5 separate regions of the Mus musculus genome follow, and regions 1, 3, 4 and 5 are each linked to region 2. The links are chromatin contacts, called in public Hi-C, HiChIP or PLAC-seq and promoter capture Hi-C maps. All regions are on one chromosome and are shown on one strand. Each heading gives the region's core, a stretch centred on a gene start, on an enhancer-like site or on the middle of the called end of the contact. The rest is flanking DNA. Distances are from core to core; before and after follow the strand shown. Region 1 overlaps Mad1l1 (MAD1 mitotic arrest deficient 1-like 1). Region 2 holds the start of Elfn1 (leucine rich repeat and fibronectin type III, extracellular 1). Region 3 overlaps Mad1l1 (MAD1 mitotic arrest deficient 1-like 1). Region 4 holds the start of Nudt1 (nudix (nucleoside diphosphate linked moiety X)-type motif 1). Region 5 holds the start of Snx8 (sorting nexin 8).

The links. Promoter capture Hi-C pulls out the DNA fragments that hold promoters and counts their contacts. A called contact is a pair of places that touch in the nucleus more often than the background predicts. HiChIP or PLAC-seq counts read pairs in DNA pulled down with a chosen protein or histone mark.
Region 1: a contact with region 2 is called in an H3K4me3 HiChIP or PLAC-seq map of forebrain, with 6 times the contacts expected there. The contact joins the enhancer-like site here to the promoter of Elfn1 in region 2. A contact is called at or near these places in 7 of 39 promoter capture datasets (the 3T3-L1 cell line, hippocampal neurons, liver and 2 more), 9 of 484 Hi-C or Micro-C datasets (the N1E-115 cell line, bone marrow-derived macrophages, cerebral cortex and 5 more), 18 of 115 datasets of contacts at active chromatin or transcription factors (CD4 single positive thymocytes, SST interneurons, VIP interneurons and 14 more) and 1 of 9 other capture datasets (embryonic stem cells).
Region 3: a contact with region 2 is called in a Hi-C map of cerebral cortex, with 2.7 times the contacts expected there. The contact joins the enhancer-like site here to the promoter of Elfn1 in region 2. A contact is called at or near these places in 14 of 39 promoter capture datasets (the 3T3-L1 cell line, 3T3-L1-derived adipocytes, the C10 cell line and 10 more), 5 of 484 Hi-C or Micro-C datasets (cerebral cortex, cortical neurons and nephron progenitors), 10 of 115 datasets of contacts at active chromatin or transcription factors (the 230-238 cell line, craniofacial prominence, embryonic basal ganglia and 6 more) and 1 of 9 other capture datasets (embryonic stem cells).
Region 4: a contact with region 2 is called in an H3K4me3 HiChIP or PLAC-seq map of forebrain, with 9 times the contacts expected there. The contact joins the promoter of Nudt1 here to the promoter of Elfn1 in region 2. A contact is called at or near these places in 15 of 39 promoter capture datasets (the 3T3-L1 cell line, the C10 cell line, the HPC-7 cell line and 11 more), 2 of 15 datasets of contacts at CTCF or cohesin (the NIH/3T3 cell line and large pre-B cells), 4 of 484 Hi-C or Micro-C datasets (the HL-1 cell line, cortical neurons and embryonic stem cells), 33 of 115 datasets of contacts at active chromatin or transcription factors (the 230-238 cell line, the NIH/3T3 cell line, VIP interneurons and 18 more) and 4 of 9 other capture datasets (adipose tissue, embryonic stem cells, liver and 1 more).
Region 5: a promoter capture Hi-C map of stem cell-derived epiblast-like cells shows a contact between it and region 2, with 6 times the contacts expected there. The contact joins the promoter of Snx8 here to the promoter of Elfn1 in region 2. A contact is called at or near these places in 20 of 39 promoter capture datasets (the 3T3-L1 cell line, 3T3-L1-derived adipocytes, the C10 cell line and 13 more), 4 of 484 Hi-C or Micro-C datasets (embryonic stem cells, forebrain, myocytes and 1 more), 11 of 115 datasets of contacts at active chromatin or transcription factors (the 230-238 cell line, SST interneurons, embryonic basal ganglia and 6 more) and 1 of 9 other capture datasets (embryonic stem cells).

What each region holds. Positions count from the first base shown.
Region 1 is chr5:140,191,788-140,197,737 of GRCm38.p6, reverse strand. It overlaps Mad1l1 (MAD1 mitotic arrest deficient 1-like 1), which reads left to right. Exons shown (of 18, transcript NM_010752.3): 11 at 3,680-3,824. Among named protein-coding and RNA genes, the nearest start is that of Gm16120, 13 kb to the left of the region's middle. Within about 2 kb of position 3,372, at least 47 of the 459 cell types and tissues checked have an H3K27ac peak or open chromatin away from gene starts, as enhancers often do. A contact at or near this core is called in the N1E-115 cell line, VIP interneurons, cerebral cortex and 4 more, where this site is marked.
Region 2 is chr5:139,905,673-139,911,569 of GRCm38.p6, reverse strand. Elfn1 (leucine rich repeat and fibronectin type III, extracellular 1) reads right to left here and starts at 3,704. Exons shown (of 2, transcript NM_001384186.1): 1 at 2,757-3,704.
Region 3 is chr5:140,248,637-140,254,786 of GRCm38.p6, reverse strand. All of the region lies in intron 10 of Mad1l1 (MAD1 mitotic arrest deficient 1-like 1), which reads left to right. Among named protein-coding and RNA genes, the nearest start is that of Gm16120, 44 kb to the right of the region's middle. Within about 2 kb of position 4,221, at least 23 of the 459 cell types and tissues checked have an H3K27ac peak or open chromatin away from gene starts, as enhancers often do. A contact at or near this core is called in cerebral cortex and cortical neurons, where this site is marked.
Region 4 is chr5:140,328,752-140,334,239 of GRCm38.p6, reverse strand. It overlaps Nudt1 (nudix (nucleoside diphosphate linked moiety X)-type motif 1), which reads right to left and starts at 2,380. Exons shown (of 5, transcript NM_008637.2): 1 at 2,285-2,380; 2 at 1,767-1,817. Mrm2 (mitochondrial rRNA methyltransferase 2) reads left to right here and starts at 2,342. Exons shown (of 3, transcript NM_026510.1): 1 at 2,342-2,387; 2 at 2,971-3,260; 3 at 5,460-5,488. The coding sequence starts at 2,380.
Region 5 is chr5:140,386,899-140,392,365 of GRCm38.p6, reverse strand. Snx8 (sorting nexin 8) reads left to right here and starts at 3,058. Exons shown (of 11, transcript NM_172277.3): 1 at 3,058-3,218. The coding sequence starts at 3,125.

The sequences.
Region 1 (5,950 bases), core at 2,123-4,622, 290 kb before region 2:
GGCATTCCTCGATATCTGCTTCTGGCCTCCACAGTGGATGAAATGTGTTTTGTTCTTAAGCGAGAGGATGGGGGGGCTGGTGAGATGGCTCAGTGGGTAAGAGCACCCGACTGCTCTTCCGAAGGTCCAGAGTTCAAATCCCAGCAACCACATGGTGGCTCACAACCATCCTTAACAAGATCTGACTCCTCTTCTGGTGTGTCTGAAGACAGCTACAGTGTACTTACATATAATAAATAAATAAATCTTTTAAAAAAAGAGAGAGAGAGAGGATGGGGACTGAGAAGATGACTCACCGAGTAAAACACCTGCTACACAAGCATTTGGACCTAAATTCAGGTCTCCATAACCCTCATAGAGCTGGGCACAGTGCTGTGTTTCTATTAGACAGAGGCAGGCAGATTTCAGGGGCTCACTTGCTAGCTAGCCTGGTCAAAACACTGAGCCACAGGTTCAGTGAGAGGCCCTGTCTCAAAAGATAAAATGAATAAAGTGGAGAGATTGAGAAGGCATTCTGACATGGATCTCTGGCCTGCACTGGTGAGCACAGACAGTCCATATGAAGGAGAGGAGCGTGTAAGAATGAGTGATTGATGTAGACCAGGGGTAGTGCCTATCTAGCAAGCACAAGTCCTTGCATTAGATACCTAATATTCCTGAGGGGACTCTTTTTTTCTTGGGAAGGGATAAAAAGTTTTCTTTATAATCTGAAATATTATAACTCAGGCCTCCTAGATACCCTTAAGACTCCACCCTCTCCTGTGGTGCCATAGCACAAGCATCTCCCTCCGTCTGCCGTATGTGTAGCATTCCACATTGTTACCTAGGTGCAAGGCTGGCCTGTGTACCTGTGGCACTGCCTTCCTTAGGTAGCAGAGCCTAGCTTCAGAGTGAAGGTTGGGTAGCTGGCTTAGGCCAAGTGGTGATTTCCTGCTATCCAGTCTTGCTGCCTGGTTCTGTTCCGCTGAGCCCTGGTCTTCAGTATCCCAGCAAAGTGGCTGTTATGGCATGGCCTTGGGCTTGTTTGCATCTGGGCCAGGTGGATAGGGTAAGGGGAATGCTGCCTCTAAATTCCACTCTTGGGTTTGGCAGTCTTCCTGCAAGGCTCTCCTGAACTCCCTGCTGAGGACAGTTTATCTGAGTGATCCCAAACCCCCAATCCCACCCTGCGTGTATGTGTCACCTGAGAAGCTGCCTTGCCATGTCTGTCTCTCTGTACTTGGTTCGTAAGTAGCAGAGCAAATGCTGCCATTCTAATTAAATTACCCACTTTGGAGCAGTGATTTAAGGTGCTTGTGAACCTCCCCACCTGAATTCAACGATTCAAGAGTCGATTTCACAGTTCTTGATTATTAAATTGGTCTATGAATAGTTTTCAATTGAACTGGAACTCAAAATAGCCACTTTCTATGTCTGTTTCCCGTGAATATTTGCTCTTGCCTGATATTTGGGGTTGTGATGCACCTAGGGTGCAACTGGCAGTCAGCTGCTTCTCAGTGGGGCCAAGGGACAGTGCAAGACACCCTGAGATTACAGGATTGAAGCCCACCACTGTCCCTGATGTCACAAGGTTGGCTCTGTTTTCTGTGGTCATGCTGGTGGCCAGAGCAGGGTTCCCTGTGACACTTCACAGGACTAGGAGTATCGCAGTCCCCTGCTGAAGCATCATAAATGTTTGACTCTCATTCACTTTCAAATTACACTTTAGCTGTTTAAATGATTTTACTGAGTTATAATTTACAAAACCCTGTATTCACTCAGATGTGAAATAGACATATTTGCAGGGGTGTCTGCCTGACAAAAGTGTTATCTGCCACCCTTGTGAATTCAGATTTTCTTGAAATTGTGTAATCAAAGCAAACAAAAATAATTGGATGCAGAAGTAATCTGAGCTGCAGGTGTCTCTTGCAGGCCCCGCCCCAGATTGTACATTTTCAAAGTAGCTTCAGTGTTCTGGTCATGGTTACTTTGCCTGATGCCCTGCTTGTGTGTGTGTGTGTGTGTGTCTGTGTCTGCCTGCCTGCCTGTCTGTCTGTCTGTCTGTGCATGATTGGCCTGAGACATAATCAAGTAGTCTAGAGAGCTGGCCAACAAGTTTGCAGGATCTGTCTGCCTATCTCTGCTTCATATCTTTCTTAACATCACTGGGCTTACAGGTATGTCCTGCCATGCCCAGCTTATTGATCTGTGATCCAGCTGAGGATCCAAACTCAGATGTACATGTTTGAAAGGCAAATGCTTTATCCACTGAACTGTCTCCCTAGCCCCATGCCTCGGTTTGCGAGAGCTTTTGGCATCTCCTCTGGGAAGAGGTCTGTGACTGACAGTGCACACTCTGTGCTCCTGCAGTGGCCATCTTGGTTGGGGGGTTGGTCGGCCCTTCCCCCGCTGCTCCTATCATCTGACCTGTTTCTTTCTGCTGCTATGGCCCAGTGCACGTGTGACAGGGCACCCTGTGGGTATTTGATGAGATCCTTGCCCTTGCTTTTTGTGCTTTGCCAGGTTCTCTGTAAGACCAGTGACAACAGAGGCTGCACTGGGCCTAGAGGGCTGTCACTGTGGGACTAGAGGGGTGGTAGCAAGGGTACTTTCTGATGGTCTTTGCTCAGCCTGGGAGTGACCAGTGGCCCTTAGAAGCCTTAGTCCAGAGGTCTGGGCCTCTGATGTTGGCAGAGACAATTGATTAAATTGTGAAGTTGTTGGAATGTCATAGGGAAGGAAGTAGCCAAACCAAAGAGGCCACAGGGACGCAGTAGGAAAGCAGATATTGTAAAGGGAAGCCAGGCTTGGTGGCACAACCTGTAACCCTGTATTTTGGGGGAATACTCAAATAGGAGATTAAAAGCTCAGGTTCAGCTCTGGAGGCTTAGTGAGATCCTGTCTTAAAGTATAAAATAAGAAGAGGGCTTGGAATGTAGCTTAGTGGCAGAGCACTTATTTAAGACTGTTCCAGTGAGGGTCTGGGAGTGTGGCTCAGTGGTAGAGCACCTGCCTAGCAGGTGAGGGGCTGGGGGCGTGGTTCAGTGGGAGAGTCCCTGCCTAGAATCTCCAGAGAGAGGCTGACAGCCCTCCCTGCTCAGTGACAGAGGTCTTGATTAGTATGCCTGAGGCTTTGGCTTTAATCCTTTATACTGCAAAAACACATCCATACATGTATAAATAGGGAAAGGGAAAGTAGAGGAGGTCAGATGCCATTGTCTGGGTATGTTCTGACATCTGTTATCACATGGCAGGCCTAGTACCCAGTGTGAGCCAGGACTTTCTCCTTCAGAAACTCTGCAGGCCCAGTGCTTGCTGCGGGGGCTGTTCTCCACACCCGCCCTGTGCTGCACATCTGTGCAGACTGTGACTCACATGGGAAGTGCTTGCGCTGGCAATTTAGCTCATTCAGAAGTGCCGTCTTGAAGCGCCTGTGGCTGACAATCTTTCCCATTGTGTGTGGAGTTGCGCTTCCCTCCCCCTCGCACCGTGTTCTGGGATCACCCTGGGTGTCTTTGAAATCCAGAACCTCCTGAAAGGCACTAAGTAGCTATTCAGGAGCGAGGAAACGGACGAGGTATTTGCACGTGCAGCTCTATTTTAGGATGCCCCTATGGGATACACAGTGGGGAGTGTGGCCTTAGTTATGGGGGATGGTCATGCCAGGCCTCATGGATCTACCATCTTCCCTTCCCTGCAGTGCCCGGGGTCTGGAGAAGGTCCAGCAGCAGCTCCAGGATGAGGTCCGGCAGGCCAATGCACAGCTGCTGGAGGAGCGGAAAAAGAGGGAGACACATGAGGCACTTGCCCGAAGGCTCCAGAAGCGCAATGCATTGCTGACCAAGGTACAGTTCACCCAGTGTGACTGAGCTCACCCATGCCCACACAGCCATGCCCATACCGCCTGGCCTTTCCTCTCTGGTTGCTCATCTTTCTGCAGACCTCTGTGAAGCTGCATGTGCTTGCCTGTGGTCCATAGCTTTACGTCTCCAGTGGGTATCCCACCTACCCTGGACCCCAGGCCGGGCCCAGTGCTGGCTCTTCCTAGCTGCAGGCTGCAGCAGAACAGTTCAGTTAGGCTGTGTGCTCTAGGTCCACACTTGAGAACACACTTTCGAATGGCAGAAGGAGCCATCCAGAGCCCGGAGCTAAAGTATACAACCATATTTTAGGAGACTGAGGCAGGAAGGGGGGTGGTGAATTGAAGACCAGTCTGGGCTCTGTACCTTGACTCTCTCAAAGCACAAGACCAAAACCAGTCTCCCAGACTCACTTTCTCTGCATGTCTTGACCTGGACTGGTGCAGCACCTCAAGGGAGTGTTTCCTGTAAGCTGGTCTTCTTAGTGGTGGCCAGCCTTCTTGCCCTGTGCTGCTAGCATGAGCAGAGGAAGCAGGAGTGGGTTTCATCCCAGCATGATGTAAGGATGGCCACCTGTGTACAGAACTAATGGTGTGGGTCCTCACAGTGATGTGTATCTCATGGACTTTGAGAACCTAAGAAAGGACCAGCTGCATCTGTCCCCAGGTACATGAAGATCTAGCATTTGTGTTGGCCTCACACACTTCTTCCCAGGGCTGGGGCAGGGCTGGGCCCTCTTTTCAGCCTTCAGGGTCCCTGAAGGTAGCCCAGGAAAAGAAGTGGCTAGATTGTCTTCTCATAGCAGCTTAGTTCCAGCCTTACACCTTGGCCTAGAAGATGCTCAGCGTATTGGCATAGTTATTTTCCTGCCCAGCGCCTGTCAGTGTTAAGCCTATGTGATGGGAATATGTGGTCATGGCCCTCAGACTTGACAGTGCAGTGGACAAGAGCAGAGCGCTCAGCCATACACTCAACCAGCCCTGACAAAGACAAACACTGCTGTGCGCACTGACACGGGAGGAGCTGTCGGAGGTGAGACTTAAGCAAAGACCCAGAGGATTTACTGTTTACCGGAGCAGTGAAGAGAGCTGTCCCCATCCCCACAGAGATATGGTTCAGGGAAGAAGGCTGTCACAGAGCTGCTGTTGATGCCAACATTGCAGGTGCATGCGGGGCAGGAGGTGGCGGATGTCCTGGTCTGCGGGCCCATGGGCAGCTCACTGTAGTGCTAGTGCAGGATATTCCTGTGTGGTGTGAGGAGACAGTTGGCCATGGGAAAGCAGAGTGTGGTGGGAAGGGGATCTACTTGAGAGACGTCCTTAGTGGGCGAAGTGCTTGTGTCCCTTGACTTACTGTGTGATGAAGAGAGAGAGGTCGGTGCTGAGAATGGAACTGCTCCCTGTGACCTCAGAACCGTTGCTCAGAGGGATAGTCCTGCTGCTCCAAGCACTGCTGAGGCATTAGCACACCAGCCGTCTGAAGCCCAAGGAGGCTCTGCAGTGCAGGCCCAGGAGGCGAAGCTGCCTGTGTATGGGTGGGGGACATGGAGTTAGCACCTGCCCTTTTCCTGCTTCTAGCCAGCCTGTCTTGCTTCCACTGTCCTGCTTCCAGCCTCTGGACTTCTGTACCCTTTCCTGGCTCCTTGGAGAAAGTGCTCTAGGGGCCACAGCTGTCTCATCTACTTTGTGGAGAAATCAATGATCTGATCTGGGTATGTGTCTGTAGTGTGCCCACATATGTACACCCACATGCTCTGGGTGTTTCTTGTCGACTGGGTTCCATAACATTTCCATATGTGTATGCCCATGTGGTTGGGACATTTTTTGTTGGCTATGTTTGTCCCGTGGCTGCTGTGGCTGCTGTAGCTGCTGTATTATCACCAGAGCTGCTGTGAACTTGGTGGCTCTTTAGGCTTGGTTTCAGGCTTGGGTGACAGGATTGCTGTCAATGGTGCTGATGCACTGTGACCTTTGTTGAGCTCCCATGGTTCCCCGAACAGATGCTGTGAGGCTTGTGCCTAGTGTGTTATGTGGGCACCTCTGTCCTTGACATTTCCACCTGGTGCTCCCAAGTCAGGAAATTTCCACTCTCCTCCCTGAACATGGAACTCC
Region 2 (5,897 bases), core at 2,455-4,954:
CACCAACCAGTCCTATGTATGGACTGGTCCTGCTCTGGGGGAAGGGGGGTAGCAGGGCTGGGCTCCCTCCTGGCCTGGGCACCTATAGGAACTGAAAGTGGGTAGTGGGCTCTTAGCTACCTTCCCCGTGCCAGGCCTTCACGCACTGGCTGAACTTGGAAACTGAAGACTATGTGTCCTCCTAGTGCTTACTGAGTGGGGTTCCCAGGAAGGGACAGCCAACATGGTCAAAGACCAGGTAGGGTCAGGTGAGACCCTAGAGAGCAGGAGATGTATGTAGTTTCCCCAACCTGGCCTCCTGACATGGCTAGGGTCCAGGACAAAGGTATTACATGGATAAATACTGCTAGCTTCAATGTTCTAGGCCATGGCTCATGGACCTAGGGTGGGAGGTATAAGACACTCTTCCCTCCCAGTTGTATCTAAAAGAGGTCCCAAGCAGCTGATCTCCAGGGACAAGATTATGCCTGTACTCTCCTATTCTGAGTCTGGTCAGTTCTGTGTAAGGGTGGGGACAGGGAATAAGAGGGGCCAGCAGCCCCTACCATCAGTCTCTGAAAGCAAACTCAAAGGCAGGGGTCTGACTCCCCATATCTCTAGGTTTCCCCTTGGCCTGGTTCCCCTACCATTGCTACAGGTCTGGTAATCATCTGAGATCTGGGATTACCGTGGTTTGTGTACTAAGCATTGTGGTAGTACAGTCCCCCTAGGTTCACTAGTCTGGATTTTGCTCCTCTGACCCCTTCCACAAAGAATAAGCAAACCGAGGTCCAGGTTCCCAGAGCGCCCTTGACCAGTACAACCCCACCCTCAAGGTAAGTTTGTGGCTTCCCAGGGTCAGCTGTCTGCAGGAGGGGGTGGAAGGTTCTAGGAGGTTTTCCAAGAGGGAAAACACCGGTAGTTCTTCCGGTGGAAGGGTCCCCAGGACATCCAATGTTGGAGTACCCAGTTGTCGGGGTGGCAAGACCGAAAATTAGGGTTGACTAGTAGAGGGTCATTCAGACCCTCCAGGTCACATCCCCCAATCTTCCAGCTGCTCAGCTGGTTGTAACCAAAATCCGGGAGTCCCTTGGGGCCGCCCCTCCCCCGAGCCGGACAGATCGGGCCGTTTGCTTGTAAGCCATTAATTCTATCACAGAGACGCCGGCGCCGCCACGCGAGGACATCTGTCAGGGACCCATCACTGTGTTCCACGCCCCCTGCTCTCCCCAGACCCAGAGAAGCGGAAAAGATGCGCCACCTCAGCTCTCCACACTCTGAGGTTGCTGAAGCGGGCTCGGAAGCAAAGAACCCGAAGGGGGCGGGGCCCCAGCACCCTTGGGACAAAGATTCTCCCAGCTGTTCGGAGAGTGGCTTCTGCAACCTTCTATCCCAGACAGGAAGAAGTGCCCAACTCCCCCTGTTCCCCAAATACTAGTGACCACTCAGACTCTGACCTGAGCCTTGGGGTGAGGTGGAGAGAGGGCACGGAATCCTCCAGATACCTCAGGGTGTAGGAAGGAGACACTGGGGGGTGGGGCAAGAAGACACTGGCTTCTTCCCTCACAGGGAACAGAGCACTTCACCTCCAAACCCTTCTGGGATCTTCGCAAGCTCTCCATAGAGAGAGCTTGTCTGCTCACCACAGCCCCTAGGCAGCTGCTGGTGAATGTGTCATGCGTGGGCGATGGGTCGCAAGGACTCGAAACTGGCTGGGGATGATCCCGTTCATGCCTAGCAGGCTGGCCCGGGAGATTTCACTCCCATCCCCTTGTGTGTATGGGGGTGGGATGGGGGTGCAGAAAGGATGTTTGGATGTTGAGACATCGACCTGGGCTCATGACCCCAGGTAGTCACAGTTCAGAGCAGGCTTATCTGGGAAGAGAAAAAGTTAGGGGAGTGGGAGGTGACACCTCAAAGTCTGAGGGGAATGAGTAGAAGAAAAGGGGAGGGCAGGCGACGGAATGGGACCCATGAAAACTGAGGAGGGTCAGTCTCTGGCTGGGGTCTGGAAGCACCTCGCAGCCAGTGGTTTTCCCAGTCCCTACAGGCTCTTGTCAAAGGCGCCTGTTAATAACTAGAAGCCAGTTCCTTCCAGGGAGCTGGACAGAGCCCCGGCACCCGGCTGGGGTGGGGGTGCGGGTCTTACATTACCCTCCCCACGGCTCCAGCGCCTGGAGACCAGTGTGCAGAACGAAGGCGAGGTCCCACCACCCACTTTTTCTCCTCTTTGAACTACGAGTGGAGGTATTCGGACTGGGGGGGGGCAGCTTCTGGGCCAACTTGGGGCACTAAGGCCGTCCCATGCACCCTACAGCAGACCGACCCCACCACGGCCTAGGCAGCACGCTCAGCAAAGTTTCGGGTCCTCGGTGGTGCTTCCTAATCCGAGGTGGGGGCAGGGGACCCAAGCCCAGGCGCTCCGATCGGCGGAGTCGGGAGGGAAGTTTGTCCAGCCAGAGATCGGCGATCGAGAACTTCGGGTTTTGGGAAGGCGGCTGAGTGGAGGGCGCCCTGGAGCCTCAGACTAAACGCGCTGCATCTGAAACCCCCCGGGTGAAGAGGGGACTCGGTCCAGGTGCGGACGGCCAGGACACGGCGAGGGGGACTGAGGCGATAGGGGCAACCAGGGCTGCGGGAGCCGTTGGGGACTCCCGCGCCACCCGGGAAGCCGGCGAGAGCGTATCCTTCCTGCCCCTCCCCCTCCAGGGGCGGGGACCTGTGGACCCCACGTCTGCGGCAGAGGGGACCACCACTCGCTGCACACCCCTTCCTACCTGAACGGGGTTGTGGCCCCCAGGGTTGAAGGCTCGATCACCGGCTAGCAGAGCACGCGCGCCGAAGTCCCCGGAGCGCCGCGGTGGCGGTGGCGGCGGCGGCGGCGGCTGCCCCTGCTTCCTCCTCCTCTTCCTCCTCGGGGTTCTTGCTGGCTCCAGACAGACCTCCTCCCCCTCCCGCGTTGCCCGCCCCTCCCGGAGCCCGCCGGGCTTGAGGATCGGCCTCTCGCCGGGAGCGGAGAGGAGCCTGCGGGAGCCGGGCTGCGGCGCTCACTGCGTCAAGAGCCGGGGACCGCGCGATCGGAGCAGCCCCGGACCGGCCGGGCAGGCGGGGCGGCCGCGGCGCCGGCGACGCCGAAGGGGCCGGGCGGCTCCGGCTCTCGAGCTCGGGAGCGGGCGCGGCGGCAGCGGCCGCGGCGACGCGAGGCGGTGGTTCATTTTGTGAGCGCGAGGCAGGTCGGACGTGGGAGCCGCGCGGGGAGGGGACCGGAGCAGGGGCGGGGGCCGCTGCACGTCCATAGGTTGCCCCGGGAGGGGATCAAGGCTCCCTGAGGGGAAGTTGGCTGGAGCCGGGGGGACATCTCAGGACGCCGCAACACAGCCTCGCCTCCTTTTCCTGGCTTTGCCTGCGTCCCCTGCCCGCGTCCCAGGCCACTGAGCTAAGAGCCGTGGAGCCCAAGTCCCCGAGTGTCATGGGGTTGGGACCCTTCGTGGCGATGGGAGGTGGGTACGAGAGGCAGAGATGTGCACGCGCGTACAGTCACGCCTGTGCACACACACGCACCCGCAGGAAGCCATGTAGAAGTTGACCCCGAAGTCAGACCCTATGTAAGCGCGCGTGTCACAGCTCCACCCGCAGGGACGATTGTTTCACGGGGCGGGCGGCGGGGAGGGGAGAATCAGAGATGGTACAAGGTTGTCAGGCCCTCCGAGATGCAACATTCTCTCTTCCCACCAGGGACTTGCTCTCTCCTAAGGTCACCGACCCCCTTCACAGTCCCTCCTCTCTGCATTGTATGTCACCACCCCCTTGGGCTGAGAGGCCGGGAGGCGTGAGATCAGCCTGGCACCTTCCCATTCCCGGAAGGTTCCGAGTAGTGGATTCCCCTCCCACTAGCCTCTGTGTGTGTGGGGGGGGGGAGTTAATGTGTGCTTTCCGGGGATCCAAGTCATCCCTCTGGGGCTGTCCACCCTCCCACCCACCCCCACCCCCCACCCCCATGGTTCCAGGAACACTGACTGAGCCCGCTGGTATCCCATTCCCTACCGCGCCCCTTCCCCAGGCGGTAGCTTTGGCCTTGGGTTGAAAATCAAAATCAAGTTCAAGAGCGCCCTCGCCGGGCTAAGGCCTTGCGCACAGCTTTCGAGCCTCCGTGCGCTTGCGGAGCTGAAGGACCCCCCTTTGGGCAGAGTGGGTGCAACCCTTTTTGGACGCCTCCTCCGAGCTGGAGCACTCTCAAGAGCCAGGCTTCGGGACACAATGCCAACGAAGGGGACTGGAGCCGCAGAGTGCAGCCAAGTATACATAGTAAGGGGCGAGGAGAGGCTGGGGGCGGGGACTTGTCCCTTGGGTTGCCAGACCACCAGGGACCAGCATGGGAATAGCCTGAACCTTGGAGTAGCGCGGCCAGAGGACCAGGAGCTTCCCGAGCTCGGGTCCTGTGGCCTGTCCTGCGACTCGACTAGATCCAGCCTGCAGCACCGGCAGGCAGCCCACACTTGGCCGATCCTAGGCTTTCCCCAGCCCCATTTTTCCTTTGGAACCCTGAGGAGTGAGATTCCAGTTAGGGACTGAGGGTAGAGGAGGCTCTATCGTCTTTCCGGTGGATTCTTAGACACAGAGCATGGTGGTCAAGGACAGAGCTGTGGGTCTACCCTTGCTCAGACCTCAAGAGAATCCAGCCGGGACTGAAGGCTCCAAAGCCTGCTTTTAGGGTAGCTTTTGCCGGGCCCTTCAAAAAAACAAAAAACAAAAAACAAGCCAGGCACCCCTCAAGCTGGGAAGGCCACAAGCTAACCCCTGGCCAGAGCCACGGGGATGAGGCCAGAGCTTTCTCCTGGTTCTCTCATCTCCCGCCCCGCCCCCATTCCTCCCTTCCTCTCCCATTCTCCTGAGCCATGTCACTAGCAGGCATGTGTACATGACCCAGGGTGGACACTATGTATGTTGCACCCACACGTTTGCAGAGCAGGTTCACACCTAACGGGCACACCCCATAATTCACCCCTTAGCCCACCCTCATGAAGAACATGAAGTTCTGGCAGAAGTTCACACACATCTTTGCCGACGCCCACGCCTCCCCCCTCCCCACAACCAGGAACCTTACCAAGAAGTTATAGAGTAGGGCTTCAGTCGCCAAGGCACCCCAGCCTGCTCCAGGGTTGCACAAACCCCCGGTCCATACCTGGGTTTCTGTAGTGGTGTGCGACTGCAAACATCATTCCAGAAAGGCAAAGATGTCTATCCTGGGGTCTATCTGACAGGGTCCCAACAAAGAGAAGAAAGCCCTCCCTCTCTTTTACCTCTTTGCCACCTCCTCCCCCTTTTCTCTTTTACATCTGCCTCCCCTCTCCCTCCTCCTCTTGTCTTCTTACTCTGTAGCTCAGGCCAGCCTGGGACTCCAGTGTCTAGCTTTAGACCCCTGAGTGCCAGAACTATAGGCATGTACCAGCAGGCCCAGCTTACCCTTGGCTTTATTATTATTATTATTATTATTATTATTATTATTTGCTCCCAAACAAGGTTCCTGCATATACATCTACTCACAACACACACACATGCAACATACACAGGCCTCCTTGACAAGGTTGCCTATAGACTGGGCCAGATGCAGCCATGACAGCTGTCTTTCCTGAGTTGAGGGTGAAGGGGCCTAGAACAGTCTGAGAGGGGTGGGCCCTCTCCAATTGGGCACACATGGGACCCCAAGCTAGAGCTGCCCACATGATTTCTGCAGGCTGACCAGAGGCCCAACCAGCAGGTCGAGATAACTTTCTATCCACTGAGATCTTACTTCTGCAGAAAGCTGGAATATGGAAAAGCATTTCTACACACTACAAAAATAAAAATGCCTAGAGAAAAAATTGGTGTCCATCCCTCTGATACCCAGAACTTCACAGTTCCATCCACAACCCCCAGAA
Region 3 (6,150 bases), core at 2,972-5,471, 340 kb before region 2:
GAATGGTCTTTGGCAGAGCAGTTGAGCCAGCTTGCATCTGGTGAGCTCTCTCCATGTGTCCTCAATGGTAGCCCCTACTATGTATTTTAGGGATGCTGTGGGACCTGCTCACACTGATCACATGCCTGTCCTCAGTGGCTCCAGGTCAGGCTTTAGGGGTTGCTGGTCGCAATTCATATACCCCTAGAGACGTGGCTGGGGTCTCTGGAGGAACACCCCTAGAACCTATACTTTCACTCTTGGGACACAGGGAGGAAACGTCCCCTGTAGCTCAGGGCTTCTTGTTACTAGTAGATTGGCTGTATAAATACTTGTTTCTGAGCTGACTATATCTAGGCTCCTTATAGGCCTGTGGGAGGCTTAGTTTGTTGGCTGAACTTCCTGGCTTACAGTTTAGTGCTAAGGCTGAGAGTATGGTTGCAAACACTCGTGTTTCTAAAACCCAGCCAGGGTGGCCCTGTACAGCTGGCCAGACAGACTGACCTGCCACCCACTTTCTGTGCTATGGTCTGTCTATAATGGCCCACAGTTTGTGTCCTAGCTCAGGTCTTGCTGAGGTGTTTGTTTCTTTCTTCCATGCTAGAATCCATGTCACTCTGTGTCATTGCCTTTGTTAAAGTGACAAACTATATCATTCTTTTCTACAGTTGTCTCTAGACATCTGCTTTCCACGCAGCTGTCTGAGGGACACTTTCTGACTCAGGTCACGCCATATTGTCCCCACACCTGAGCCTTCCCCTGGTGCTGTGTCCTCAGGGTGTGCGCAGTTTCCTTGCCAGGTTTTCACCACAGCAGCATCCTCTGCTGCTGCTCTGTGTTGTCCGGGGTCTGTGCACCTTCTCTAGGCTGCCTTTCCACCTCCTTCCCCAGGCATTATTAGCATCATGTTCTTGGCCTTATTTCCTCTGCTGACTTGGCAGACCCATCAAAGCTAGGATTTTTGTTAAAATGAATATATGTTTGCCTCTGTCTAACTCTGCCTGTGCTCCTCTGCTTGTCTTTCTCGGTGCAAGGCTTGTGCTGGCTTTTCTTACAGTGAGCCAACCATTATCCCCACCATAGCACATGCTCTCTGCAGCTGAGGTGGAGGAGCCAGCACCATTGGCAGGCCCACAGGCCCATGGATTTGGTCCTCCCTCACATCTTAGCCAAGCCATGAGGTTATTGGCTGTATATGAAGCCCAGCAGGAGCCCTTTCCCCACTAGCCTGGACTAGTCTCCCTGTCTCCCTCCTTGGCTGCTCTGCACTCAGTATCATCTGAGGTGTCCCAAGGGTCACTGCCTTTGTCCCCTCTTGTCCCACAGTTGTGTGGACTCTGAATGCACTTGCTTCTGTCCTCCCAACCTCAAGTGGTTGCACAGCTCTAAGATGTGCTATGCCTGTCCACACAACTTGAGGGCTTCTCCCCTTCTCACCACTGCACCTTGGCCTCTCATCTTCTGTGGGACTGTCATGACCTCCCAAGTTCCCTTCCTACTGTCTCTTCAGTTCCCTTCTTTCTGTCCCTTGTCAGTTCACATGCTCCTTTAGGTAGGGCATTTCTCCCAGGTTCCACGTTGCATGTTGTTGGGTAAGGTGTCTTCCTTAAGGAGACATGAACAGTCATCTATTTCCCCCCAAAGGGAGCATCAGTGACTGACCAAAGTAACACCTCCACCTGCCTCGCCTGTAGAGCCACTGAGTTCATTGAGCTCCTTATGTAAGACCATGGTGGAGGGGCACTTACAGAAGCATAGGTGAGCCCCACGTGTCAACTGGAAATCCCCATGCCAGCATGGAAGAAGACAGCTGCATAGCTGCATAGCTGGAGTTGCTACGGCACTTGACACTGCAGACACTTCCGCATGCCTCCAGTACCTCTGAGACCATGAGCAGCAGGGACAGAATTACAGGCAGGTGGGAAAGGGGGTCGAGGACAGGAGGGAGGGACTGGGGTCTCAGGATTTAATGATCCTTTCCTTTTTATGAGAGAGTATCAGCAGGCCTGTCTCTTTTGGGGGCAGGGATTCAAGACAGGGTTTCTTTATGTAGCCCTCGATGTCCTGGAACTCATTTTGTAGACCAGGTTGGTCTTGAACTCACAGAGATCCACCTGCCTCTGCCTCTCAAGTGATGAGATTAAAGGCATGCGCCACCACCGCATAGCTAGCAGGCCTGTTCTTCAGGGCTGTTTGTGAGTAGTCACAGTTGCTGTGGTATGTATGGTAATGGCTGCTATGGTGACTGTGTGCCCGGTATCTAGTTCATTCCCAAGAGGTATTTACTGAGTAAATAAAGTTCCCATCAGCTTGAGAATGGGGTGTTGTGATGGCTCTGGCTTCTTAGGGACTTGTGGTGTTGTCTGTGGCTTGTAAGCTCATCTTTGTCTCCCTTCCCTGCTGTCCTCTATTCTGTCACTTTGGGTCCCTGTTTTTACCAAGTGTGGCAGCAGCAGAGCTGGGGACTTAGTGCCTTGCATTGCCTTTGGCTGGTCTGCAATTTGGCACCAGTAGTGTACGTAGCATCTGTCAGCTCTCAGCCACCCCCAGCCTACCTGCTTCAGCCTAGGGTAGCTGAATGGCTTAGCATTATAAGTATAGCATTTGATTGGAGGCCACACCCTCATTTCTGTTCAGAGCCTAAGCAATAAGCTGTCCCCAGTTTCCTCTCATGTGGTACATGGGAGGCATTCTGTGCCAGACCTGAGGCTGTGCCAAGTGGGAAGAGGCAGAGTTCCATTCTGGTAGGGCTTTGTGTGCACTGGGCCTCGGCACAGGTCTGGCAGTGGCAGTGTTGGGCAGCAATGGTGTCACCCTGGGCCGTCTGCAGAGACGCAGGGTGCAATGGAGGCAGGTGAGGGGGCAACATATAACTATGCATGATGAGTGCCCATGCATGTGGGGTGCGTGTACTTGTGTGGACAGGGACAGGTGTGGAGATACAGAAGCATGGAACTTGTGTAAGCTGTATGCATTCCACCGGCTATAAAAGTTGTTGAGGGAACATTTCTTAGCAGATGCTAAGATGTTTTGTTTAGATCCTGTAATACCAGAACTGGTATTAAGCAGCTTAAAATTTGCCTTGGAATGTGGAGAGTGGCTACCTGAGTCTGAGCACTTTTCTCGTGCCTTCTGCAGCACTAGTGACATAGAGCTCATGGCTGTCCTGCAAGGAGTATGCTGCTCTTAGCCACCTGCAGACCCAGGAGTGCCTGGCTAGGACTCATGGTCGTCTGAGGATGTCTGACTCTATGCACGTTTACCTCCTACCCACACATCTACCTTTCCCTTCCTTGTGACAGTGGGCTCTGTGGCCTTTCTTTGGAAGCTGGAGTGGCTCAGCAGGGAATCCCTCTATCCTGATTCTCTTTAACTTTTTTTTTTTTTTTTTTTTTTTTTGAGACAGGATTTCTCTGTGTAGCCCTGGCTGTCCTGGAACTCACTCTGTAGACCAGGCTGGCCTGGAACTCAGAAATCCACCTGCCTCTGCCTCCCGAGTGCTGGGATTAAAGGCGTGCGCCACCACGCCCGGCTCTCTTTAACTTTTATGTCAACTGTGGGTCAACACTGAGCCTGCCTCCCAGAACCACTCACATAGTAACCTGGGCATGGCTATGCAGGCTGCCCACACCAAATTGATCTGGTCTTGTTATATCCCAGACTGCAGAATGCACTAGGCATTGTGGTATTTGACTAATGGGCTAGTCCAAGCTCAAGACAGTTTACCTACCAAGTAATGGCTCCTACTTACCATCTCTTCCTCTGATATCCCTATCAGACAAAGGCTTTGAGCATGGCTGTGTAGCAGTGTTTTGTTAGTTCCTGTGTACAGGTTGTCACCTTCCATCTGGTAAGTTCAGGTTCCATAGAACAGGCCCAGAGTGCTGCTATTGAGGTTTAGGGACCCAGTGGGCTGATCTCTGATACTATTCCTGCTTATACAGTCCCCTTATCACACTGTGTTCTGAAGGGGACATGAAGGCAGGCAAGTTTAACTGGAGGCTCCCACAGTGCCCACCATAGCTGGGAATTCCTAGCCTCTCTGTCCGAGCCTGATCCCCACCCCCTTTAAGATACCCCCCTCTTCTTGCCTGTGTGTGTTTCCTTCCTTCCAGGAACAGAACCCAATAGCACTGTCAAGAGCTGTCTGTGCTTGAGCCGGGCCAGGTTTATGCTCTGAGCATAGGGCAGCTTCAGAAGGCTTTGGCAGCTGGCTGCAGTGCCCAGCTTTGGACATGAGATGGTGCCTGCAGCATTTCGAGCCCTATCTGCTCACTCCTCAAAGCTTCCTTCCATAGCCTCCCCAGTGGAGGCATCCAAACCAAGTCTATAAATTTTGTGACCAGTTAGTAGGAGAGAGAGTGGAGAGATAAAGAGAGGCTGGAAAGACCTTGAGATGGGTGGGCATCTGTCATAGGTGCCTACCTGGAGCTCACTTCTGCTCTTGAGCTGTATAATCTTTACCTTCCCATTCTTTGCTGGGGTGGGCTGGTGAGTCCAGGAGGGAGGGAGGGAGGGAGGGGGAGACAGGGGGGGGGAGAGACAGAGAGAGAGAGAGAGAGAGAGAGAGAGAGAGAGAGAGAGAATGTATGTGTGTGTGTAGTGATATAAGCCCCAACCCTAGCTTGGCTTTGGCTCTGTTTAAGACATTCCTGTTTCAGGCTGCCTCTCTTCTACTGCTTTGCCTTGAGACCAAGTCTGGGTACCCACATCCCCAAAAGGATGGCCAGTGCATCCTGGGATACAGAGCAAGGCTTGGGTCCTTTACTGAATTTGTGGAGATACACAGCTGTGAGGGTGAAAGGCCCCTTGATGATAGGCCCTGTGTGTGGTGGGAAGATGTGCATACTCCTTCTTCAAGGGCCAGGTTGCTGTGCTCCAGGCCTACCCAGCCCCAACCACCCAGTCATGGAGTTGGGGAGGGCCAGCGTTCCAGACCCGGCCCTCTTAGTCTGCTTGTGCTGGCTCTTCAACTAGGGGAGCTGCGGTTAACATTTCTCACCCACACGGACTGTTGCTCTGTATGTCTTGCATATCCATATTTAAAATGGTATTTACATATTCATGGGTTTTTAAATAAGCTCTTATTGTTAAGGAATGTAGAAGTGGATAAAATGTGAAACTCCCTCTTTTATTCAAGCACCAGAGAAAACGTCACCCCCATCTACCCCAATGCAATCACTTTCTGAGTGCTTAGCTCTGTTGCCATGGGAGCTGCCCTGTCCCATGGTCCTCTCTCAATTCTGCCCAGCCCGTGTCCAGCATACAGCATACAATACACAGCATGGCTCACAGCATGCCCACAGCCATGTCCTTTTCTTGTCATACTCTGGATCCCTCTGATGTGACCCTTACTTCCTGATAGAGTCCTGAAGACACCATCCCCATTTTTCCCCTCATTCATTTGTATGTATGTGTACATGTGTGTATATGTGTGTACATGAAGGCCAAGGGTGTCTTCTTCCATTACCCTCACTTTCTGAGACAATGTCTTTTGCTTGAACCTGGAGCTCACTGATTTAGGTAGACAAGCTTCTCCAGTGTCCTGTCTCTTCCTTCCCAGCGCTGGAGTTACAGACATCCACTATTGCCCCTGGCTTTTTGGAGGGTTTCAGTGATCCAAACTCAAGTCTCCTGTTCCCACATCCTCCTGCCCCCCCCCTTTTTTTTGGAAGAAAAATTAAGACAGATAAAGCTTGTCGTTTTAGAAGTGGCAGAGTTAGAGATGCCGTTGTCATTACGTGTCCCTGCCTTGGCCTCAGGTACTCCTTGTTCTGCAGCTGGTGAATAGGGATTTGAAGGACCAGTGTCTTTGCACTTTCCTTTTCTATAGAGACAAGAAGCAACCACTCCCTTCTCCCTCCATAGTCCTATAAGGGTCATGGGCCAGACAGACCTAGTAGGACTGCCAGTTTTACATCTGGAGCTGTCTGAGCCTTTGCTTCTGGGATGTCTGTCTGTAGGAAGCCCATTGGAGAGCACTGTAGACGGAGAGAGTGGAGGAGCCAAGGAAGGAAATTTAGTGGACTAGCCTTGGCTGGGGTGGGGGGCAAGTTGAGTAGGCATTGGGTAGGTTCCAGAGATCCATAGAGGTGTGGCTGTGCTCTTCTGGTCAGTGGCTGGCTAGCACGAGGCAGCGGATCAGTGCAGGGCTCTAAGGTTTGAACAGTA
Region 4 (5,488 bases), core at 1,131-3,630, 420 kb before region 2:
TGCATGTATATAAGTATGTATGTATGTATGTATTTACAGTGCTGGGGAAAGAACTCAAAGCCTTGAGCATGCTAGGCTAATGCTCTCCCATTGAGCCATACCCCAGCCCCTCACTGGGGGATTCTAGGCAGGGGCTCTACTACTGAGCCATACTCCCAGTACTGAGCCATCTCTCCAGCCCCCAGACAAAGCGTCTTATTTTATTGTTTCCTAGGCCTCAACTGGCTAAGGCAGTATACAGAAACTGGGACCCTCCTAAGAGGCTGCAGTGTATAAGAAAAGGAACTTGAACAAGGGCTGGAGAGATGGCAGTGGTTAGGAGGACTAGCTGCTCTTGCAGAGGACTGTGGTTCCATTTCTAGCATCCACATGGTGGCTCACGACTGTCTAACTCTGTTCTGATGCCCTCTTCTGGCGTCTTTGGGTACCAGGCACACATATAGTATAAATGTTAACAAAACTCCTGTATTCCAGCTGGAGAGATGGCTGCTCAGTGGTTAAGAGCACTGGCTGCTCCTCCAGGGGCACCAAGTTCAATTCCCAGCAACCACATGGTGGCTTGCAATTGTCTGTAATTCTAGCTCCTGGGGATATGGCCCCCTACACAAACATACATGGAGGCAAAGCATCAATGAACATAAAAAATAAATATTTTTTAAAAGCTATACACCACCTCTGGATGGTTTTTTAAAATATTTATTTGTTTGTTTGTTTGTTTATTATATACACTGTAGCTGTCTTCAGACACTCCAGAAGAGGGCATCAGATCTCATTACGGATGGTTGTGAGCCACCATGTGGTTGCTGGGATTTGAACTCAGGACCTTTGGAAGAGCAGTCAGCGCTCCTAACCGCTGAGCCATCTCACCAGCCCCCCAAAATAAATATTTTTAAAACCCTATACGTTCTCGAATAAAAAAATCCAACAACCCTATATGTGCACAATATAAGTTAAAATTTAAAAACAGAATAAGAAGAAAGGGAAAGAAAAGGGACCCGGAAGCTTAGGCCTGGTGCTGAGGTAAGTCAGGAGAAGAAGTGGGCTTAGCATTGGCCTGTGTTCTGACTTGCCTGTGCCTGAGCCTCTGGCTTCCTGACTCAGCAAAGTCAGCCATCTCTTATTAAGCACCGGCTGTATACAGCTGTCTTTCATAGCCACAGGATATCCACAGGATATCTTTCATATCCACAGATACCAGGATACCTTACCCTTCCATGGATACTGGGATTAAAGTATGATGAAATCACTTCTTTGAAATGGCATATTTGCCTGTAACTTACAGACATCCTCCGGCCCACTTTACATGCAAACTATGTAAATTGTTTTCATGTAGGGAGTGATGACAAATGTCCTCACATTCCATACAGATGAGTGATTTGTTTTGCAAGGATTTTAAACGAGACAGAGTTGTGCCATGTTCTCCATTCTGGACTTAAACTCACAATCTTCCCGCTCAACCACCTGAGTGTAGAATGACAGGCGTGCACCAGCGTGCTCAGCTCCTTGTCTCAGTGAAATGAGCAGTGAGGACATAGATTGGAATCAGGTAGAATGGGTGTGGCTATGGCTCTGTTGATTGGCATTGCTTCAAACAGAGTCCCCATACTGTTTCCCTTTGCAATGGAAATGGGAGTGGGTGGGTAGGGGAGTGGGGGGGAGGGTATGAGGGACTTTTGGGATAGCATTGGAAATGTAAATGAGGAAAATACCTAATAAAAAAAGTAAAAAAAAAAAAAAAAAGACTAAGAACAGAGTTTAAGACTTACTTTCTTCGTTTCTGAGGCGAAAACTAGTGCTCCGAGGTCAAATGGCAGAGCCTAGAAGCAAACAAGGGTGTCCTGGTAGCTGTGATAGGTGGTAAATCGGATGTGTGTCAGGGAACTTTGGACAACCTTTGGTCTGAATTGAGGTCAAGTGTTGCAGGTGTTGGAGACAATGCACATGGAGTGCAGAGCCCAGAACCTGCCTGCAGGGGGCACTCTGCAAATGCCGTTCCCTAGCCTCCCCTCCCAGGGGCTATGGCCGGTACAGACAGGCTGCAAACTGCCCATGCATCAGCTTACCGCCCAGGTCCCCTCTCCCTCTCATTTCTGCTCCCTACTCTCTGTAGTTTCCCTGGTCTTCCCGACCTCAGGCCTGCCCAGTACCCCAGTTTTCCTGGTGGGTTTGAAGCTGCTCTCTAGTCCTTCTACCCCTTCTCTCCCCAGATTTTCCCTGGCACCCCACTCCCGACCTCCAGCGTCTCTCCCGCACCCAGATCTCATTCGCCCGGGACCATCCATACCTTCGCGCCCCAGCCAAAGTTTCCCGGGGCGGAGCCTCGCGTTGGAAGCGAGGGCGGGACTTCCGGCGGCGGGAGGAAACCACCAGCAAGCAGCAATGGCCGGGTGAGTGAGTTACGGCGTCTGCCTGCGCTAAAAGGACGTCTTTGCATACAGGAACGGAGTGGATGACAGTAGTAGGGAGCTCAGTGAATTGTGTTGCAGAGGGGTGCTGGCGACCTCCGTCCCGGGGAGCGGGACACGGGTGTACGATGTTTATTCATGTACAGACGTGAGTGAGTGAGGCTTGCAACATAGAAATAGGTGTATGGGCTCCGTGGATAAAGCTGTGCATTCGGGAGGATTGGGGTTCGGATCCCCAGAGCCTACAAAATACTGGACATGTGTGCTGACCAAATGTAACCCCAGTGCTGGGGAGGCAGAGAAAAGGGGTCCCTGGAGAAAGCTGGCGAGATAGACTGGCAGGTTGGCGACCTTACATCAATACATAAGGTAGAGAGCAAGCGAAGGGGACGTCCCTTCTCTACTTTGGACCCCCATACACAGGCAGACACATGTGCACATACATGCTAATACACATGCGTGCATGCATATCGCACATACATATGCAGAAACAAAAAGGTTGAACCAAGACTTTCTTGCCTCTCTGTGTAATGCCCACCCGCTAACTCTTTTTTCGTCATTTCAGGCATCTGAAGCTGGTAGGCGTTCCCCTTAAGGTTCGGAGGTTACACACAGCAGTGTGTCACTACAGGGGCCGGACCGGCGCTGAGCACCTGTGGCTCACGCGGCATCTAAAGGATCCGTTTGTGAAGGCCGCAAAGGTGGAGAGTTACCGCTGCCGCAGTGCCTTCAAACTCCTGGAGATGAATGAGAAGCATCAGATCCTGAGGCCCGGTCTCCGGGTGCTGGACTGCGGGGCAGCTCCGGGAGCCTGGAGTCAGGTGGCAGTGCAGCGCGTCAATGCCACAGGCGCAGGTGGGACCTGCTGGACTCCCAGCTCCTCTGACTACTGCTAGTGAGCAGCTCTTACCTAGAGACATTGTTTGAGGCTCTTTCTAAGTAGGTTTAGAGATGAGAGTTACAGAAATACGACACAGGCTGGGTACAGGACACAGCTGCTAAGTAAAGTCAGGCCCCGCAGGCCTACGAGGTGGAGGCAGGATTAGAAGTTCAGGGTCATCCCAGCTACATGGTATGTCTGTACTAGAGAAAAAAAAAAGGGCAGAGGTAGGGGGTTGGGAAGGGAGCACAGGGTGGTGGTGATGCTATGAAGATGGGTTAGTCAGCAGTGGTTCTCACTCTGGGCTGTGACCCACTGGCTTGGTGGTTGAATGGTGCATGCCGGTAAGGCTGACAAGCTTGAGTTCTCGCCCCAGGATTTACACTGTGGACGGGAGAATTGACACCAGAAAGTTGCTGTGTGGACTCCACAAATGTGCCGTGGCGTGTGCTCACTTGCTTATATACCCTCTCACATACATGATTAAATAAGCAAAATGTTTAAAAAAGAACAAAGAAGAAAACCACAGGAGTTGGCGGACAGCCTGGGTTCGCACTATGTCCCTTTCTCTAAACAAAACAAAAAGCCCCAGAAAACTAAACAATAATGGCTTCCTTTGCTTTCTGTTGCTGTCATAAGCACCATAACCAGACACTGTGAGTAGGAAAAGGTTTCCACCTGGGCTGGGGGTCTGGGCCCTGTAAGAAAGCAGGCTCTTCGAGCCAGGGGAGCAGGCAGGCTGTGCGAGCCAGGGGAGCGGGCCAGTCAGCAGCACCCTCCATGGCCTGTGCATCAGCAGCTCCTGCCTCCAGGCTCCAGCCTTGATTGAGTTCCTGTTCTGGCTTCTTTCAGTGACAGTGATATGGATGTGTAAGTCACGTAACCCCCTTCTTCTCCAACTGGATTTTTGGTTATGGTGTTTCATCACAGCAGTAGAAACTCCAAGACAGCAGGGTTTGGGGACAGGACTACTAATGTGTCCCTGAAGCCTAGGAGCTCTTGGAGGTCCCACTGGGGCCACTGGATTCCTTACTCTGGGAATGTGATAGGCTGTGTACTGTGTGTGTGTGTGTGTGTGTGTGTGTGTGTGTGTGTGTGAAATGGTGCCCAAATAGGAAAGAGAAAAAGCGAAAAAACAGCTGCATCTGTGACATTGCCCAGCTGTGGTGGCTATACCTGTGACCCTAGCCCTCTGGTGGTAGAGACAGGAGAACCAGGAATCCCAGGCCTGAGTCACACAGTTCTCAAAGAACCAAGAGCCAAAAATGAAGGGCTTGGCTCTCAGAGAGGACTCAAGTTCAGTTCCCAGCACCCACATCAGGCAGCCCCTAGCCTCCGTGATTTCACATCCAGGCCTTGAACTGGGCAGGTACCTGCACTTGAGTGCACATTCACACATATGTAAATAAATAATACATCTGGAAGACAAAACAGTAGAGCATGGTCTCACATGGTTCTAGCCCTTTAGAGGCAGAGGCATCAGTTCTCTGAATTTGAGGCTAGCCTGGGCTATATAGTGAGATTGTCTCAAGGAATAAAAAGCAAACAAACATTAAAAACCAAAAAGGATTGTTGGGAGCTGGGTATGGTGGTGCCCACCTGTAACCTCAGGTACTCACTGGGTTAAGTCAGGAACTTATTATGTTTTGGGCTAGCCTGGGCTACCTACTAAGATTCCCATTTTAGAACCAACGCATACTAAATAAAATAAAAAATCATTTGGAAGAAGAGTCCTTCTGTGGGAGGGGAGCCTGGGGTAGTGAACTGACAGTGAAGTGGGATTCAGCACCTTGGCTGCGGTTCACCTCGGCTTGTCACTCTCCACGATGGCAAGGCCATTTCCTTTCTAGGTCTCAACTTCCCCAGCTATGCCAGGGGGAGTAGAGGACACCCTACACTCTACTACGTGTCTTTATTTATTTACTTATTTTTCAACTTTGAGAGACGAGATCTCACTTGGTAGCTCAAACTAGCCTTGAACTTGTGACAGTCCTCCCGCCTCAGGCTCCCAAAGTGCTGAGGTTATAGCCTGTGCCATTATTACATCTAACTCATGTGCCTTCATACCAAAGGTCTTTTGCGCACATACATGCATGGGTGCCTGACTGCCTTTTGTGACTTGTTTTTTGGTAGGGAGATTCATGGTTTAATAACACATTGTGTTACTTCCTTAGATTCCAGCTCTCCTGTGGGCTTTGTGCTT
Region 5 (5,467 bases), core at 1,809-4,308, 480 kb before region 2:
TTCCTCGGATTGGAGTTACCATGTGGGCACTAGGAATAAATCTGGGTCCTTTAGAAGAAATCCATTGCCATTAACTCCTAAACTATCTCTCCAGGTCCCAGTTGATAGCAGCCGGAACCCAGAGCTCTCTAGCTGCCTGTTAGTGCTTTAGGCCAAAGGCAGGGCCAATACAGAAAGGCAACACCTGAATTTCAAAGAATGGTGGGCAAAGGGCCCGACTGATGCAATACGAGACCACGCAGCCAAAGTCAGATGCTATGTAGGGAATGAGAGACCTCAGACACTCAGCCCTAAAAGAGATATTTCTATCACTAGAGGTATTGTACTAAAAAACAAGCAACAACAACAACAACAAATACCAAAAAAGCTTATGACATTTAGCAGAACGTCTTGCCAGCATGTTTAAATCCCTTGCTTCCATCCATCCATCCATCCATCCATCCATCCATCCATCCTTCCATCCATCTCCTTACAAAACTGTGAGTGGCGGTCCATGCCTGTACTGTCAGCACAAAGCAGTTGGAGACAGGAGGAACAGAACTATTCAAGGAGCTGGGCAGAAAGCTCAGCCAGGAAACTGTTTGCTATGCAGGCATGAAGATATCAATCCTGCAGGAAAAAGCTAAGTATGGTGGGAGTTGTAGTTTCAGAGAAGACAGGCTCATCCTTGGAGCTTGCTGGCCAGACAGCCTACATGTCCAAGATGGATGGCTCCTGAGGGGGAATAAATCTTAGGGGTTGTCCTCCAAACTCTACACACACACACACACACACACACACACACTCACTCACTCACATGAGTTTAAGGTCATCCTCAATTACATAGAGAGTTTGAGATCAGCCTGGACTATAAGAGACCTTGTTTTCCAAAACATACAAAAACCTTAATTCTTTTGTTTTTGTTTTTCGAGACAGGGTTTCTCTGTATAGACCTGGCTGTCCTGGAACTCACTTTGTAGACCAGGCTGGTCTCAAACTCAGAAATCCGCCTGCCTCTGCCTCCTGAGTGCTGGGATTAAAGGCGTTCGCCATCACACCCAGCTCTACCCAAACTTTTGAACCACTTTTGCTGTGGGGTGTTTGCCAGAGAAGACTGCTCTGGCTTAGGCTTAAGCCAATAGAAAGTATTAGCCCACTGGGGATTACACTGACGGGATCCCAGTGTCACACTGAACCTCTCTTAGGGTGAGCTTTTAAGCATGAAAACCAAATATGTCTGGGTTGACATATTTCGGTTAACAAGGACAGTTAGCCAGAAGCAGAACTACAGAAGCTGAAAAGCAAGCTTAGCACTTTCCCAGAACTATGGGCTTTGATGGATCAGGTCTTCATTTTTGGCAGGTGGTGTTTTGTGCTGAGTTTTATAGCCTGGATACTCCTTCCATGATGGAGCTAAGATCTGGGGCTCTGTTACACTTCTACACAATAGATTGTAGTCCTGGAAAATAAAGGGAACTAGACGCAGCTACAGCCAAGCTTAGGGCTTTAAAAACTTTAGAGGCACCAGCAGGGAGACTGAGAGGCATCCTAGGGCTCCAACCTTGGAGCCTTCAGTCCACTCCATGGAAATCATTAGACATCAATATCTGGAGAGGCGAGGTCTTTACTGTGAAATAAGAAAGGCCTTCCCTGATGGAGTCGAGACAGGGTTTCTCTGTAGCCCTGGCTGTCCTGGAACTCACTTTGTAGACCAGGCTGGCCTCAAACTCAGAAATCCACCTGCCTCTGCCTCCCGAGTGCTGGGATTAAAGGTGTGCGCCACCACACCCAACTGTTCTGATGGAGTCTTATTAATAACCCTCTTCTTCTCCCAGATATTTTTTTGCTTTTCCTTTACTTGAGATAATGTATCTATATGCAGTTTAGGTTGCCTTTCTTTTTTCTTTTTCTCCTTCTTTCTTTTTCCTTTCTTCTTCTTCTTCTTCTTCTTCTTCTTCTTCTTCTTCTTCTTCTTCTTCTTGTTCTCCTCCTCCTCCTCTTCCTCCTCCTCCTCCTCCTCCTCCTCCTCCTCCTCCTCCTTCTTCTTCTTCTTCTTCTTCTTCTTCTTCTTCTTCTTCTTCTTCTCTCTCTTCCTCCTCCTCTTCTTCTTCCTCCTCCTCCTCCTCCTCTTCCTCCTCCTGCAGTTCTAGACTCAGTCCTCATATTCAGCCCCGGGTCAGACACTGCTCCTGTGTGCTCTTACATCCTTGCTTCCCTCTGTCAGTCAGAGGGCCAGGCCTGGAGGTATGTATGTTCAACTTAGCTCCTAGGGAGGCTGAGGCAGGAGGATGTTCTGCCTTAGCTACAGAGTGAGTTCAAGGCTAGCCTGGCTAACTAGACCCCGAGTCAAAATAAATACATAAAGCTCAACGTCCTGGTGTGCATCTTCAATCCCAGCACTCAGGAGAGAGAGGCAGGCAGATCTTTGAGTTTGAGGCTAGCCATAGTGAGTTCCAGGACAGCCAGGGTTATATATTGAGACCCTATCTCCAACAATATACAAATAAATAATAAAGGGCTGGTGATACATAGCACAGTGGTAGAGGGCCAGCTCAGCATGTGGGAGCCTATGGGCTCAATCCCCAACAGAAAGGAGAATGGCCTGGTTATCTGCAAACAATTATGGAATGTTGTTCCTCATCAGTAATCTTCAGAGACCTATTATAGTCAGAAGACCTACTCTCTAGCCATGTTTCACGCTCCAAATCCCAGAAGGTACTAGAACACTGTTCTAATGTCCGTAGCACCTTTCACAGGGGCTGCCCCGGAATTCACAGAGCATGTGTGAGTGGGCAAGCGAATGCAAAAATGAATGGCAGCGTGGGTCAGAGGGTGGGCAAGAAGATGAGTAACAGCTGCTGGCTAAGAGCGGGGAGGTGGGTGCGCACTGGAGGGAGGTGGCACTAAGCAGCTGGGGCGGTACTCGCGCTAGCACTCAGTCTTGGACCAGAGCTGCTGAACGCTGCCCCGGCCGCGGCCACGTGGTTGGGGCGTGGCTCGTGGGTAGGGGCGTGGTCTTACTGCTTGGGGTGAGCGGAGGGGCGTGGCGAGGTTGGCATGGGCGTGGCCACGCCGGACAAGAGCTGGCGTGGGCGGGGCTGGCCGGGCGGGCGCGGGAGGAAGTCACGTGGGCGAGCGGGCTCACATGACTGGCCGCGCGATGGACCCGCTGCCCTCGCCGGCAGTCGCTGCAGCTGCTGAGGCGGAGGCTGACGAGGAGGCGGATCCGCCGGCGACAGGTAGGGCACGCGGCCCGATGGCCCTGTGCGGAGAGCCAAGTGCTTCACACTCGGGGACCACCTGTCAGTGCCACACCTCGCCTGGCCGGGGTGGGGGGGTGGACATTCTTGGGGCCAGCCTCTTCCCGCTGCTCCCTGGGACGCTGCTCTTCAGCCCTCCGTTAGCGAGCGGCCGTGTGGAGTTGCACCTGGGTCTTTTCTGACCCCACTTTGGAGACGTGGTCTAGAGAGTGGTTTATATTCATGTGTGACCATGTCCAGGGAAAGGGATGTGTCTTTGGTATCAGACTCTTTTTCCTGGGGTCCCCGGCTTTGTGGACTGTGGGGACGCATCCATGTGGCCAGAGGCGCAAGGGTGGAGCTGGGCCTGGTGTGTGCCAGCCAGGTCTGGCCAAGTGTCGCTGAGTATGGCCATCTAGAGCATTGGTGGAAAGACAGGTTCTTCTCTTGGGACGAAGGGTTTAGGGTAGTACTTTTAACCCCAGGGGAGGGAGGAGGATGTCAATGAACGCCTCTGAAGAATGGAGAGAAGGTGAAACTCCCCTCGGAGTTGGTCAACAGTCTTTGGGTCTTGTTGGGTAAAACATTGTATTTTTGAGGTTGTATGTTTGAGCCACCACTTAAGTCCCTATACCTGGGCGCCTTGAGAAAGGGAGACTGATCCAGAGCTACTTATGCCTTTTAAGAATGCTTTTTTAAAAAAATATTTCTAACTGTGTATATGTATGTGTGTGTGTGTGTGTGTGTGTGTGTGTGTGTGTGTGTGCGCGCGCGCCCTTGGAGGACAGATGTGTTAGATTCCCGAGAGGCCAAAGTTTCACCTGCCTGTTAGCCACTCAGTAGAGCTGCTGGGACCCAGACTCCTGTCCTCTGCAAGAGCTCTGGAGCCTGTGCTCTGAGCCCCTGCCTGACTCATAAAGCAATTCCTTGTGGCTTGTAGCAGTGGTGATGGGTTAGAGCTCTCTTGGCAAATTTGGGATCTTCCATATTACTTCCTAGAGAACTCAGCTAATGGCTGACGTTAGGAAGGATTTCGTCTAGATTTTTGACAGATCTTGGGCAGTGGTGTGACTTGTGTGTTAGTCACAGCCATGTAGTCCTTCACGATTGACAGGCCATCCCAGTAGCCACGTAAGTAGGAAAATGGGTTTTTCAACCTGTCACTTCCTTCTGTATGTATGAAACTTGGCACCAAGCTGGTGATGTGGCGAAGGAGATTTTCTTCCTTCTGCAAGAAACTTAGTTGGAGTGTGTCTTGGTGGAGCCTTTGGCTGGATGGACTAGAGTCAAAACACCTTTGGGAATCACTCTTGGGAAAACGTATTCTTGTGTGTGTGATGTTCTTGAGAACAGTGTGGCATGGCACAGGGATGGCAGTCAGAGGACAGCTTTGTGGAGTCACTTCTCTCTTCCACTGTTCCTTGAGTTCTAGGGATGGAGCTTGAGGTGGGTGGGCTTGTGTGTGTGAATGCAGGTAGCCACTGAGCCCTCTCACCTGGTCCCGAGGATGGCTTTGCTTTCAGAGGTAAAGAGCTCAGGCAGCGAACTTTCACAGGTTGATTTTCACTTCACTTCCTCTTCCTCTTCCTCATCCTCTTCCTCCTCCTCTTCCTCTTCCTCCTCCTCCTCTTCCTCCTCACCTTTTGCCTAGTAGCCTCCACCTTCACAGTTGGCTGATTTTTGACATCTCAAAGGATTAACTAGTGTGACTTATGGGTACATAGCAGATTTCCACTTTGGCTACCCCTTCAGAGCTGCCGGTAGTAGTCATGCGTAAAGTAGTGTTTGTGTTTGTAGCGGTTTGGAACTGCTGGGAGGAAAATGGGCTCATTGTGGTTTTCAGCACACAGATCCATTATTCGAAAGGTGAACCGTGTATACGCTGCAGGAGATTGGTCCTCAGGAGAACTGAACTTAGTGTGCTGACCTGCCTGGTCTTGAGCTCATAGAGGTCAGCCTCTGTCTCCTGACTGCAGGGATTAAAGGCATGTGCCACCACAATCAGCCTTATTTGTTTATTTTTGAGACAGTGTCTGCTATGTAACTCAGGTTGGCCTCAAACCCATAGTCCTCCTGTTCTCCGTATCTTGTCTTCTGGATGCTGAGATTGTAGGTACATGCTATCACACATGGCTGCACCTTGTGTGAGCAGAGGTCAGTGGTCCAGAGCAAGTTACACTTGCCGAAAACAAAGTGTCACAGCCTCCATAGTCCGTGATGGAGCATTCACAGGCTGGCCTCCCTGTTCA